Regions from separate parts of the Mus musculus genome. Here all the other regions are linked to region 4. The links are chromatin contacts, called in public promoter capture Hi-C maps. All regions are on one chromosome and are shown on one strand. The core of a region is the stretch at or near the end of the contact, and the rest is flanking DNA. Distances in the headings are between cores, read along the strand shown. Region 1 holds the start of Pah (phenylalanine hydroxylase). Region 2 holds the start of Prdm4 (PR domain containing 4). Region 3 overlaps Syn3 (synapsin III). Region 4 holds the start of Nt5dc3 (5'-nucleotidase domain containing 3).

Region 1 (2,700 bases), core at 105-2,604, 740 kb after region 4:
AGCAAAGACACTGGGGTATTGGTAGGAGTGGCTGTCCATCCAATGAGGAAGCAATCCATTTGCTTTGAGTCTCCAACTTGAAATGTTGTCTTTTTTCTTTTGGCAGATACTTGTTTATTAGATCAAGGGATTGTGGGAGGGGATGGGGTGGACTCCTAGTCCCTTCTATTATTGACCTGCTCCCTCATAGTTCATTAACTTTGCCTGGGTAATTATTAAGCAGGCTCTGAGTCCCCTGATGCCCCCGACTTCTCTGTCTTTCTGAAATTGACCTTCCTGTACTTTCATACTTTATTTCTCTGCTAGCAATGAATATCTGCCTTCAGTTTCCTTCTCCGAAAAATGGGGTTCTGACATGCCACCTTCATGTCCACTTGAGACCACTTCCCAGTACCTGGTACTCAGCTCACTCCTCGTTCCTGTTTCTATTTGCCCCTCCCCTGAGGCTTAGTCCTATCTGAACTTGCTTATTTTGCCTGACCACTAGAATGGTGCAGTGCTGATGGGGAGGTTGCTTGCTTCTGCTGTAGTCCCAGTGCAGAGAACCCCACCACTACACACACAGAGCAAATGCTCCATGGCAGTCTGTTGTTTCATTTCTTTTCTTTCTTTCTTTCTTTCTTTCTTTCTTTCTTTCTTTCTTTCTTTCTTTCTTTCTTTCTTTCTTTCTTTCTTTCTTCCTTCCTTCCTTCCTTCCTTCCTCCCTCCCTCCCTCCCTCCCTCCCTCCCTTCCTTCCTTCCTTCCTTCCTTCCTTCTTTTTTTAGACAGACATTTAAGCATTAGCTTCCATTTATGCAGTGTAAATGGTGAGAACAGCCCCGACTGAATACCCAGAGCATCATCTCGTCTGTGTCATTCATGCACATAACATATCTCAGCGAGGTGGCCCTTCTGTCCTCTTTGCAGAGACCCAGCCACCATACTAGTACCTAGAGAACTGGCTGGATTTCAGCCCCGATACCTCCGGGCTTTTGCTCATGTTCGCCTCATAGGGTCATCTGGGTGGTTGCCTAAGGAAAAGTATGTCATGGAGACTAACTTGCTTGGCATTGAATAAAAGGTGAGTTGAGAGTGGAGCGTGTTTAAATTGCAATCCTGCCTCTATTTCTGTGCTTGCAGGGAACAGTCATCCTTAATTGCTATCCTCCATCATCATCATGATTATTTCTGGTTTTTCTCTGGTTGCGGAGAATCCATACTCCAGGTATTCCAATGTCTCAGCATTGCCAGGCCTGTCTGAGCGTCAGGATGTAGGTAGTCTGGGCTCTCTGCCTTCTATTCTTGTCCAGGATACTCTGCCAAAAGAATCATGTTGTGGCTGCCACCCCTCCCACAAAGCCTCCCGCTTGGGTCAGTCCAGGACTGGAGTTGGGTATGGACTGTTCATGTCTATCCACTGCTACGTCAGGGCAACACCCACTGAGAGTGACCTTGTAGACTGCAGTGGGAGACACCCTTCAAAACCTCTCCTCTCCTGTCCTGAGAGCCAGGTTAAAACCATCAGCCCCGCATCCTGAGTGCAAACTTTTCCTAACCCTGCTGCTAAGCTAGACACCTCACTTACTGAGAGCCAGCATGGCAGCTGTTGTCCTGGAGAACGGAGTCCTGAGCAGAAAACTCTCAGACTTTGGGCAGGTAAGCCTGTTGGGCTTCCACTGCTAGGAGAGAATTGGTTCCCCACATGTGAAAGCAGTCTGGGAAATGCTGGTATTTCCAGTCTCCTAAGGCTACTAAGAAATATGACTTTATTTAGAGGCGAGGAAAATGCCCAGGAAGTCAACTGATGAGACTAGTCTTAACAAGTTGAGGATACAGAAAGTTGGGGATCTGAGCTGCTACCAACATCTGTGTGTCTTTGGGTGGCTCATTGGTATCCTCTGCCTATTGGCTTTATCTTCTGTACACTGAAAGGAAATGGCTGGTCCTTAGTCACCTGGGGTGGGAGTCCCTATCTCTCCAGGGATACTTATTCAATCCTTTCTTCTGGGTATCAAAATGACAAGCTTGTAAGAAACTGTCCTCTTTCGGCTTTCAGGAGGTGATGTCGCATGAAGAGAATTTGGGGGGGGGGACTTACTCAGAACCAAGGAGGGAGAAATTAAACAGAGAGGGAAATGAACAGGAGTTAGCCCGGAGCCTGAAGCACCTTGGGGATTATGCTGGGGGTGGAGGGAATCCATTGTCCTCCCTAGGGAGGGCTTGCAGAACATGTTCTTTTCTGTGATATTTGTACTTTCCCCAGATTGCAAATCATGGTTTGTACACTGAGATTCAGTCTCTGGAGGTAATATGCCTTTTCTAGCTTTTCCTTGGACAGGACTAAGGGGTTGAGGGTTGCCTGGAGTCAGAGAAATTTGTGTTAAAGAAGGTTGATATGAGGGTCGGGCAGATCAGCCCAAGGATTCTGGCTCTACCCTATTTTAAGCTCCTATATTGCAGGCTGCACAGTCCCTTGGCCATCTGGGGAGCTCAAGACAGAAATCTGGGAGTGGGGAGCTAGGGGGAGTGGCTTATAAAACACTTAGATGTTTGTGAATCTACAGATTGTTCCTACCAAAAACAGGGACACTCGAAGAGGGTCCAAACATGTCCTGGTATAGGCTCAGCATCAGAAGCAGAACATTTTCCTTCAAAAAAAAAAAAAAGAATACCCCACCCCCATATTGTAGGATTAAGATGAAAGCAACTGAACATCGACT
Region 2 (2,700 bases), core at 33-2,532, 860 kb before region 4:
CCTCAACAGCCATAAACCAAAGGTCACAAGTACTCAAAGACAGAAGACACCAGGAAGGAATGCTGCACACAGTGACTCCCAAGGGACCTTCCCCTTCAACAAGGCACAGCCATTCTACCAACCTCATATCACCGTCCTAAGAAGGCCTAAAGGATACTGAGTTCTTTCTGTCTTGTCACTGTGTCTTCTGCCAATTATTCTTAGCTGTTTTTATGTTTCTAACTGACCGAAGTTGATCAATTGTTGGTTGCAAACCTCGCGCTGTTTTCTGGAAATGACATTTAAGAAACTAACAGGAATACAGCCACTTTACAAAATGCATCAACCAGCTCCAATAATTTCAGTCAATACGTTTTCTCTTCCCCGCTATATTGACAGCCTTTTAAAAGCTTTTGGGGGCGGGGGGGGGGGGAACCCAGCTAAATACTGCTCCGTCTTTACTACTCCGCTAACACAGTACCTTCTAGTTCAGGAGACTTGCACAATTTAAAAACTTCACCTCCGCACTCCACCATCCCTGGCTACAGTAACCCGCAAACCCCCAAAGGTGAAGAACTATGATACTACAGTAACATTCCAAATTAAAATAGCGAAAGCTAAAATACGACAGGAAAGAGGTGCCAAGCAGCTAACAATGTACGGCTACTCAGAACAATCACCCCAGGAACCAACTAGTACTCTGGATATTTCTATTGGGTTCAGGTGCTCAAATCCATTTACGCGTCACACGTGTGGCCCGAAGGCACCCAAACAAAGACTGAGTCTCCGGCGGCGTCCGCCCCGCTCCCTCGGCCCTGCCTTGGGGACCTGCCCTGCTCACCTGCACGTCCAGGGCAGGGGGCCGGCGGCTGCTAGGTGCGCGATGGGGCCGGTGTCACGTGCTACCACATCCCGCCGGTGGCCGCGCCTCCCCGCACTGCCCGACGTCTCCGAGGGCCGGCGGCTGCGCTCCGCGGCGAGGGCCCGGCATGCTGGGCGGCGCCCGGGGCTGTTTTCCCAGAAGCGCTGGCAGCCGGACTGGCCGACCTGGAAGAAGAGAAGAGCGATCAGCCGTGGCCTTTCCCTGCCCCGGGCCGCTCGAGCCCGCCCCGCCGCGTCGCCCACCTGAGGCCCGCGCTGGGGAGCACTGGCCCGGCCGCCTGGCTCGTCATCGGGCCGAACGTCGGCCCGGACGCTCCTGCCTCCCGGGACCCCGCGCCCGGTTTACAGCTCTCCTAACATTTCCCGCCCGGCCCCGCCCGGTCAGGCCCGCCGCCTTCACGGGGCCGCACCCTCGGGGGCGCCTTTCCGGCTTCTCAGCCACTCCGGGCCCGTTTCCGGCTTCCCAGCCACTCTGCGTCCGTGCTACCTGCCTACGGCCTGCGCTCCGACCCGCTCTTCCGGGGATACGCACCGCCCCCTCTCTGCGTGTGGAGAACCGCAGAGCCCCGGGAGTGGGCGGGCTTAGAGACGCTCCACCCAGAGTGTTGCAGCTCAGCTGGGTGCCGATCCAATCGAGGGCCGAATAATCGCTCCGCCGTTGCTAGGAGACCAGAACTGATACACGTGCTAGGGGTGCGTTCTGAACTCCAACGTTCTCCAGACTCTGCTTTTCTGTCCAGATGGCATGGCCTCAAGTAGGGAAGCATGAATCCACATAACACAACGTTTTTAAATATAGGATTGGGCCAGACGGCGGTGTGGCCCAGGAGTAATCGGGTTTCGATTCTGAAACTCTTTTACCCTGTGTGAAGTTTCCCTGCTCCCACATCATAAAAGATGATGTTGGGATTTGTGCAGGTGTTTTTCTTCTCTCTTTGCCTTCCCGTCCCTTCTGCACGGACAGGCACAGTGCTTACTTAGAATAATCATTGGAACCACAACATCTGCTCGGTAGCCAACTTTTGACATAATGTTTATTCATATGAGTGGGTGGGTGGATGTGAAAGCAAATGTGCATGTGTAAAAGAAGTTAGAGAACAACTTACACTCTCTTTCCCACATGTGGGTACCAGGGACTAAAGAGCCTTACCCTCTTTGCCACCTTGTCAGTCTATTTATGGCAATATCCCATACCCCACAATTCACTAATCATACCTAAGTATTTACCCAATACAGAAACATATACATGTGTGTATGTATGTATGTATGTACAAAGACATATGTACTAAGTTCCTTGCAACTTTGTTAATGATCTGTCATCAACCAATAAAGAGTTGCACTGAATCACCGTTGTGGAGCCCTAGGCAGCAATAAAAAGTAACAAGCTATTTGCATGTAGGTAGACCTCTAGAAGCTTTCTACACTGAGCAAAAAAACATCAGAAACAAAAGACTAGAAGTCTGTATAAAATTCTAGAAAAGGCCAAGACTTTACTAACAGCTCTGATGGATGTTGGAAGTTAGTGATAGGTGAAGAGATGAAATTGCCTATATAGAAAGACAGACATGAGGGACCATTTTGGATAATGGTTACATGCCTGTATATGTTTATAAAGATTGATCAAATAGTAAAGATTGGTGAGTTTTGTCATGTGTAAAAATGCATTTAAAAAGTAAGAGGTGGGGCATAGTGGTGCACACGAGTACTACCAATACTTGAGGATACTAAGGCAGGAAGGTCAGAAATTCAAGGTCATTCTGGTTTACATAGTAAGTTCTAGACAGACCTGGCATCTTTATAAAGACAATATTTAATTAGGGCTGGCTTATCCGTTCAGAG
Region 3 (2,812 bases), core at 72-2,571, 730 kb before region 4:
CGGACATGTATCTATAGTCTTGGCTTCTGTTTTCATTCCCAGGCCAGTTGGAAATTAGATAAAAGTGCTGGCCACAGTCTAGTGTTGCATCATGGATGTAGACATACTTGCATGGTTATAAAAATCAGGATGCCTGGCCTGGTTTAGATTTTGAAAGACATTTGTGTTACTGTAGTTGAGATCCTGGAGGGATGTCATCGATTGCTGAGATATTTTAAAGGGCAGACTATGAGAGTATTTTGGCCACATGGTCATTTATGGAGCCACTGGTTCTGCCTGTCAAAGGAACGGGTCCTTAGCAAGGCTGGTGATTGACATATATTGCTCCCCACCCGGCTTCAGAATGCAGCCCAGTCTCAGCGGGCTGATCCAGCTGCAGGCTTTGAGCTCTCTAACTACAAGTTCAATGTGCTGTGCTCTGAAGCAAAGTTTTCTGGGCCTTTATAAGTAGTTATGTCCAGGGCCATGGCCTACATTTTGAGAAACTTCCTGCTGTTGGTTTTTACTCCACTGTGTGTCAGGAGCTGTTCTATCATTTAGACAAGGCTGAGAGTGCTGTAGAGTGATGGCTGCCACCGATGTTCCCTGTGTTCTTAAGTCACTCAAAGCGTGCCTCTCACCCTTGTTCAGAATGCAAAGTTCTCCTGTCTACCTGTCCGTCCGTCCATCTGTCTGCCTGCCTGCCTGCCTGTCTGTCAGTGTCTGCCTGCTGGCCTGCCTGTCTCTGTTTTTATCTCTGTGTCTGTCAGTGTGTGTGTGTGTGTGTGTGTGTGTGTGTGTGTGTGTGTGTGTGTGCACGGGAGTACGCTTCAGGAGCAACTTCAGCTGTCATTGTCAGGAGCTTCTGTGCCGCTGGTGTTCTGATTTTCCTCCACACATGCCCCATGAGCAAGGCCTGGCTTCTCAGGATCTGGTGGGGAAGCAGACTGTCACTGAAGCAAATATCAGGAACTAGCAAGAGTTACCGTCCGAGATGAGGTAATGGGGCTTTAGGCTGTTACGTCCTAATGTGCTCATTCAGGTCATTACCCAGGCATTAGCATCCACATCCTCTTCTGTGGAGCTCACTTCACAGACTCTCTTTTGATACTTCAAATCTTACTTCCCACACCACACTCCTTCCTTCTGTCTCCCCTCGCATTCTTCAGAGGCTCTAGAGAAAGGTGCAAGAGCTAAGCGCAGAGGAGGGAGGGAGGGGCAGGAGGAAGAAGCAGTGTTCTGTGGACTCACAGACTGATCTTCTTTCTCCTTTGGTTGACCTACCTAAAGTATGGCTTGGGGGGTGCTGGCCTCCAGACTTCCTCCCTTACCAGGGAGCAGATGTGTCTAGGAGATTGCACTGGCAGTTGTGCCATGTGTCTCACCACGTGCTGGGTCATCCCCATTAGCCTCCAAAAGCATTCTGGAAGCTTTTGCAGCCTCATCCTGCGATAGAAGAGCAGTTGAGTAAAATGAGGGAGATGTGGGCAGGCTGGGTGTGGCCATGCTCGGGGACTGTCCTCCTCACACTGAATTCCTGGAGGTTAGCAATAAAACAGGCTGGGCTTTCTTGGTACTGGGAGGGCCTCTACACCTTAACACCACAGCCTATTTACTGTTGATTCTGGTCAATTTCAATTGGGCCTAAGTCCTGTATGTGCAGCTCCAAATGATGGCCTCAGCAGTCACGGGACCTACATGATCCTACATCACAGCTGCAACTTATCACTCCAAACCAAGGATATGGAAAGGGAGGCCAAGGAGGGCTTCTGAAATAACTCCAGTACGCTTGCTCTCAACACTGACTTGATCAAGAGGGAGAGGGAAGAGGTAAGGAGAGAGAGGATGACCTTGAGGGCTAACCGGATCTCTAGCAGCCAGTGGCAAAGCTACCACTTTTTATACTGAGCTGATCCCTGCTGGAAACCAGCTGGAAGGTGCATTCTGCAGAAATGCAGGGGTCTAAGTGGTCCAAGGCAGGACAGGGTCTTTACCCTTTGTTTCTGCCACTCATGTCTGGGCTGGGAGGACCCAAAAGTGATGGATTGCTTGCTGGGCGTGGTGGTTCATAAATGTAATCTCAGCACTTGGGAGGCTGATAAAGCAGGAGAATCGCTGAGTTTGAGACTTGTGTGGGCTACATAATATATTCTATGCCAGCCTGAGTTGCTGAGTGAGATTGTTTCAAGAAAACAAAGTCCCCAGAAATCATAGTGATGGCCTCTATGCTCCTGGAGACCCAAGGAGGCCTCAGATGATCACCAAGCAATGTGCAGAACTCAAGCATAACCAGACGCTTCTTCAGTTAATAACTCCCCTGCCTCAGACAGTGCAGCGAGGGCACGCCTCGGGAGGCCACAGGGGCTGTATAGAGAGGAACATGGCTCTGTTCTGATGTTCTGGGTCTGTCTGGGGACCAGGAGGCGGCTTCTGGCACCTACAATGTTCCTAGCACCAGGTGCTTGGTGATGTGGTCCTGGGAGGCCATCTGGTGCAGGGGAAAGACCACTGGAAAGGGAATCAGGACCACTTTGCCTAGCTCTGCAGCAAACCATCGTAGTCATCGTGGCTACGCCGACAACAAGGTTGGAGTGGAACTTTTTCTGGAAGAAATTCCAAAAGGCTTCAGTAGCTCCTAAAGAAACCACACACCCTGTTTTTAAAGGATCTCCCACTATAAACTGAGTGACCTACTAACTCCTCTTTCAGAGCAGGTAGGATGCTGAGCCATCACTGTGTCTTCTGATCCTGTGACAGGGAGCCATCCACTTTCTCTGGGTTCCCATCTAGCCTTAAGGATGAAAAAGAACAGATTCTGTGTGAGGTCAGACAG
Region 4 (2,700 bases), core at 173-2,672:
TGATCCATAAAACATTAACCTGTAACAGTTAAGGATTACTTTCTAGCTACCGTCCTCCCTACCACCCAACAGAAGAGGGGACTCAGCTCTGTGACGATAGGCAAGCAATCTCACCTCTGTTGTGCCTCGGTTTCATTGTGTTTAAAGGAGAGACGCGGTACGTTCCTTTTAAGACAGCTGGGAAGAGTGTATGCGATAAAATATACAGCCAGCTTTCTATTAATGGTTTTCATTATCAGTCAGGGACTAGCTCCAGTGTCATCACCTTCCACAAAAACATCTGACTCTTCCAGCCCACAACTTGAGTCGCTAATGCTTGGGGTTGTCTCACACTGTGCCTTGTCTGTCCTCTCATTATTCTAGCCATTCCCACTATAACCGCCCCCCCCTACTCAGTGGTCACCATGGGATACTTTGGGAATTTCTTGGGGCCCAGTGTTTCTCAGGTAGGTCTTGAATTGGTGATAGAAAGTCCCGCAGGAGCGGCATGGAATAAGTGCAGTTAAGCAAGTGAGTGGAACAGGTACCAAGCGTGCTGCCAGCGTGGGCAGGAGACTGCTAATCATGTCCGGAGGACCTCTCTGGAGGTGGGAACCCGGCTTTCCAGAGGCCTGCACTGTTAAGGAAATTTACATTTATCGGGAGTCTTCAGGGGCAGGATCTTGCAGACGACTTTAGACCTCGAGTGTAATCTCGGCCCAGCAACTCTTTAAAGGGCAACTCTTGGATAGGCCCAAGCTCAGCCTCAGGGCAGTCTCAGAGAGGCACCTGAGATCCAGGAGATACCTGCAGAAGCCTTTGACACGGAGTGGGTCGCATTCCAGAGACTGGGATCAGAGATGGATAGTGCGTACACTCATCAGTGCAATCAGAATTGGGGCCCGCCACGGAAGGCAAGAGGAAGGTAGAGCAGAGTCTTGCTGGCAGCGATAGGGTCGGAGATGAGTCATCCTAGCCCGTGTGACTTCAACCACCCTCCGCCCCCTCCTGCCTCGCGGGTCAGGAAGTGACCGCAGCCGACCGGGCGCTGAGCCCTGGCAGCTCCGGCCACGCCCAACCCGCTTTCTCTAAGGCCTCGCCCTTGACTCCGCCTTTGACTCAACCCAGACTCCGTCCCACTCCATTTCCACAGGCCCACACCTGACCCAGCCTCTAACTGGCCTAGGCCCCCGGCTCTGTCTCCCCAGGTTCGGTCCCTGACTCTGCCTCTGACGCAATCGAGATGGTCCAACTCATTCTCTCTCTAGACCCTATTCTTTACTCAGCCGGGGCATTCCTCTTTCCAACCAGGCCCCGCCCCTGACCCAGCTCAGGCCCCACCCATCCCGCAGCTCCTAGCCTAATCCTTGACCCCGCCTCCTGCTTCCCTCTAGAACCCGCCCACCTCCCCAGCCTCGCCCCCGGCTCCGCCCCACCGTGGGTGGTTCTTGGGCCGCGCCGGCACTTGCTCAGACGTAGGAACTGCCGGCGTGCGTCCCGGAGCCTCGCGACGCTGGCCATCCGTGCCACTGGCAGCTTAGAGGCAGCATGGCCACGGTGGCAGCGGCGGCCCGCGGGGCCGGGGCGAGGGCGGCGGCAGGGCTGCGGAGTTGCGGCGGGGCCGTGGCTCGAGAACGACCGCGCTCGGGCTGCGCTCGGCGCCTGTGCTCTGCCCCGGCTGCCCCGGCTGCCGTGGACATGAAAAGCTACCTGTGGGCGCGCTACCACGAGGCGAAGAGGAGCACGGACGGTGAGTGCGTGTCCCAGCTTGCGCCGCCCACTCGAGGACCCCTCGGGTCCCCCGCACCCTGCCTCTGTCGCGCGGCCCCCGCGGGGAAGGCGACTCTAAAACTTCGCAACTCTTTTTTGGCTTTCCCCCGCCGGGGAAGCTATTTCATACCTGGGGATTGTTAAATCTGGAGTGTACATCGCAAGTGCTCTGGGCCGCTGCGAGAGTTCCAAGGGCGTCGGTAGGAAGACATTCCCCCAAACACCGTTAGGTGTCATTCACCCTGGGAATGGTAGTAGCAGCCCAGCTTGCTGCCGCGCTGTCCTAGACAGGCTCCAGCGCAGGCGACTGGGTCAGGAGGATGAGCCGGTCTCCCTTTTGCAGGGTGGAGTAGATAAAATGTGCTGTTTGAAAGGGGAGGGTGGTCTGGTTATCCACCGCCCTCTGCGAGGAGAAGAGGAATACTTGTGGTCAGGTGAACTGAGAAAGAGCTTGGCTGGGCGGTTAGGGAATCGGAGAAGGAATGGAAAGAGGAACCAGATTATAATAGTATCAGGTATTGATGTCGACTCTGAATCGCCCATAGCCTCCGGAGGAGGGGGTCATGTCCATTATGTAGACGGGAAGGGCGAGCAAGGGGCCTAAGCAAAAACTGATTTTGACTCAGGGTCGGGAATCCATTGTCCTGTGTGTTGCTTTGTGCTTCTTGCAGTCAAACGTTTGGAACCTGGAGTAAAGGGCCAGTGAAGCACAGACACTGAAGCTGTCAGAGGACACTGGGATTTGGGGAGGGGGTGGTTTGGGGAGGGTGCTACATGAGGAAGGGGGTTGGTGAGGGAACGTTTTTGTAGGATTTCCATTTGCATCTTTGGCCACATGCCTGTTCAAGTGAAACAAAACCCACCTGGAATATCTTCACAACACATTCCGAGGTGTAAGCAATGGAGACTTCTTTGAAAGAGTGGCTTATTGGTTTTGGCCAGGCAAGTGTT

What was found. Promoter capture Hi-C pulls out the DNA fragments that hold promoters and counts their contacts.
Region 1: a promoter capture Hi-C map of liver shows a contact between it and region 4, with 3 times the contacts expected there. The contact joins the promoter of Pah here to the promoter of Nt5dc3 in region 4. A contact is called at or near these places in 6 of 39 promoter capture datasets (the 3T3-L1 cell line, cranial neural crest, hippocampal neurons and 1 more), 2 of 484 Hi-C or Micro-C datasets (liver and ventral hippocampal neurons) and 2 of 115 datasets of contacts at active chromatin or transcription factors (astrocytes and embryonic forebrain).
Region 2: a contact with region 4 is called in a promoter capture Hi-C map of pre-B cells, with 4 times the contacts expected there. The contact joins the promoter of Prdm4 here to the promoter of Nt5dc3 in region 4. A contact is called at or near these places in 9 of 39 promoter capture datasets (the 3T3-L1 cell line, the C10 cell line, the HPC-7 cell line and 6 more), 4 of 484 Hi-C or Micro-C datasets (CD4 T cells, LSK cells, embryonic stem cells and 1 more), 7 of 115 datasets of contacts at active chromatin or transcription factors (bone marrow-derived macrophages, effector CD8 T cells, embryonic forebrain and 4 more) and 2 of 9 other capture datasets (adipose tissue and liver).
Region 3: a contact with region 4 is called in a promoter capture Hi-C map of the HPC-7 cell line. The contact joins the enhancer-like site here to the promoter of Nt5dc3 in region 4. A contact is called at or near these places in 5 of 39 promoter capture datasets (3T3-L1-derived adipocytes, the HPC-7 cell line, frontonasal cranial neural crest and 2 more) and 2 of 115 datasets of contacts at active chromatin or transcription factors (bone marrow-derived macrophages and pancreatic cancer cells).

The regions. Positions count from the first base shown.
Region 1 is chr10:87,520,441-87,523,140 of GRCm38.p6, forward strand. It overlaps Pah (phenylalanine hydroxylase), which reads left to right and starts at 1,355. Exons shown (of 13, transcript NM_008777.3): 1 at 1,355-1,636. The coding sequence starts at 1,577.
Region 2 is chr10:85,915,704-85,918,403 of GRCm38.p6, forward strand. Prdm4 (PR domain containing 4) reads right to left here and starts at 1,283. Exons shown (of 12, transcript NM_001302886.1): 1 at 1,105-1,283; 2 at 821-1,026.
Region 3 is chr10:86,052,015-86,054,826 of GRCm38.p6, forward strand. Syn3 (synapsin III) reads right to left here. Exons shown (of 14, transcript NM_013722.3): 14 at 1-2,812. Among named protein-coding and RNA genes, the nearest start is that of Gm24430, 15 kb to the left of the region's middle. Within about 2 kb of position 1,322, at least 47 of the 459 cell types and tissues checked have an H3K27ac peak or open chromatin away from gene starts, as enhancers often do. A contact at or near this core is called in the HPC-7 cell line and hematopoietic stem and progenitor cells, where this site is marked.
Region 4 is chr10:86,777,583-86,780,282 of GRCm38.p6, forward strand. Nt5dc3 (5'-nucleotidase domain containing 3) reads left to right here and starts at 1,423. Exons shown (of 14, transcript NM_175331.3): 1 at 1,423-1,729. The coding sequence starts at 1,528.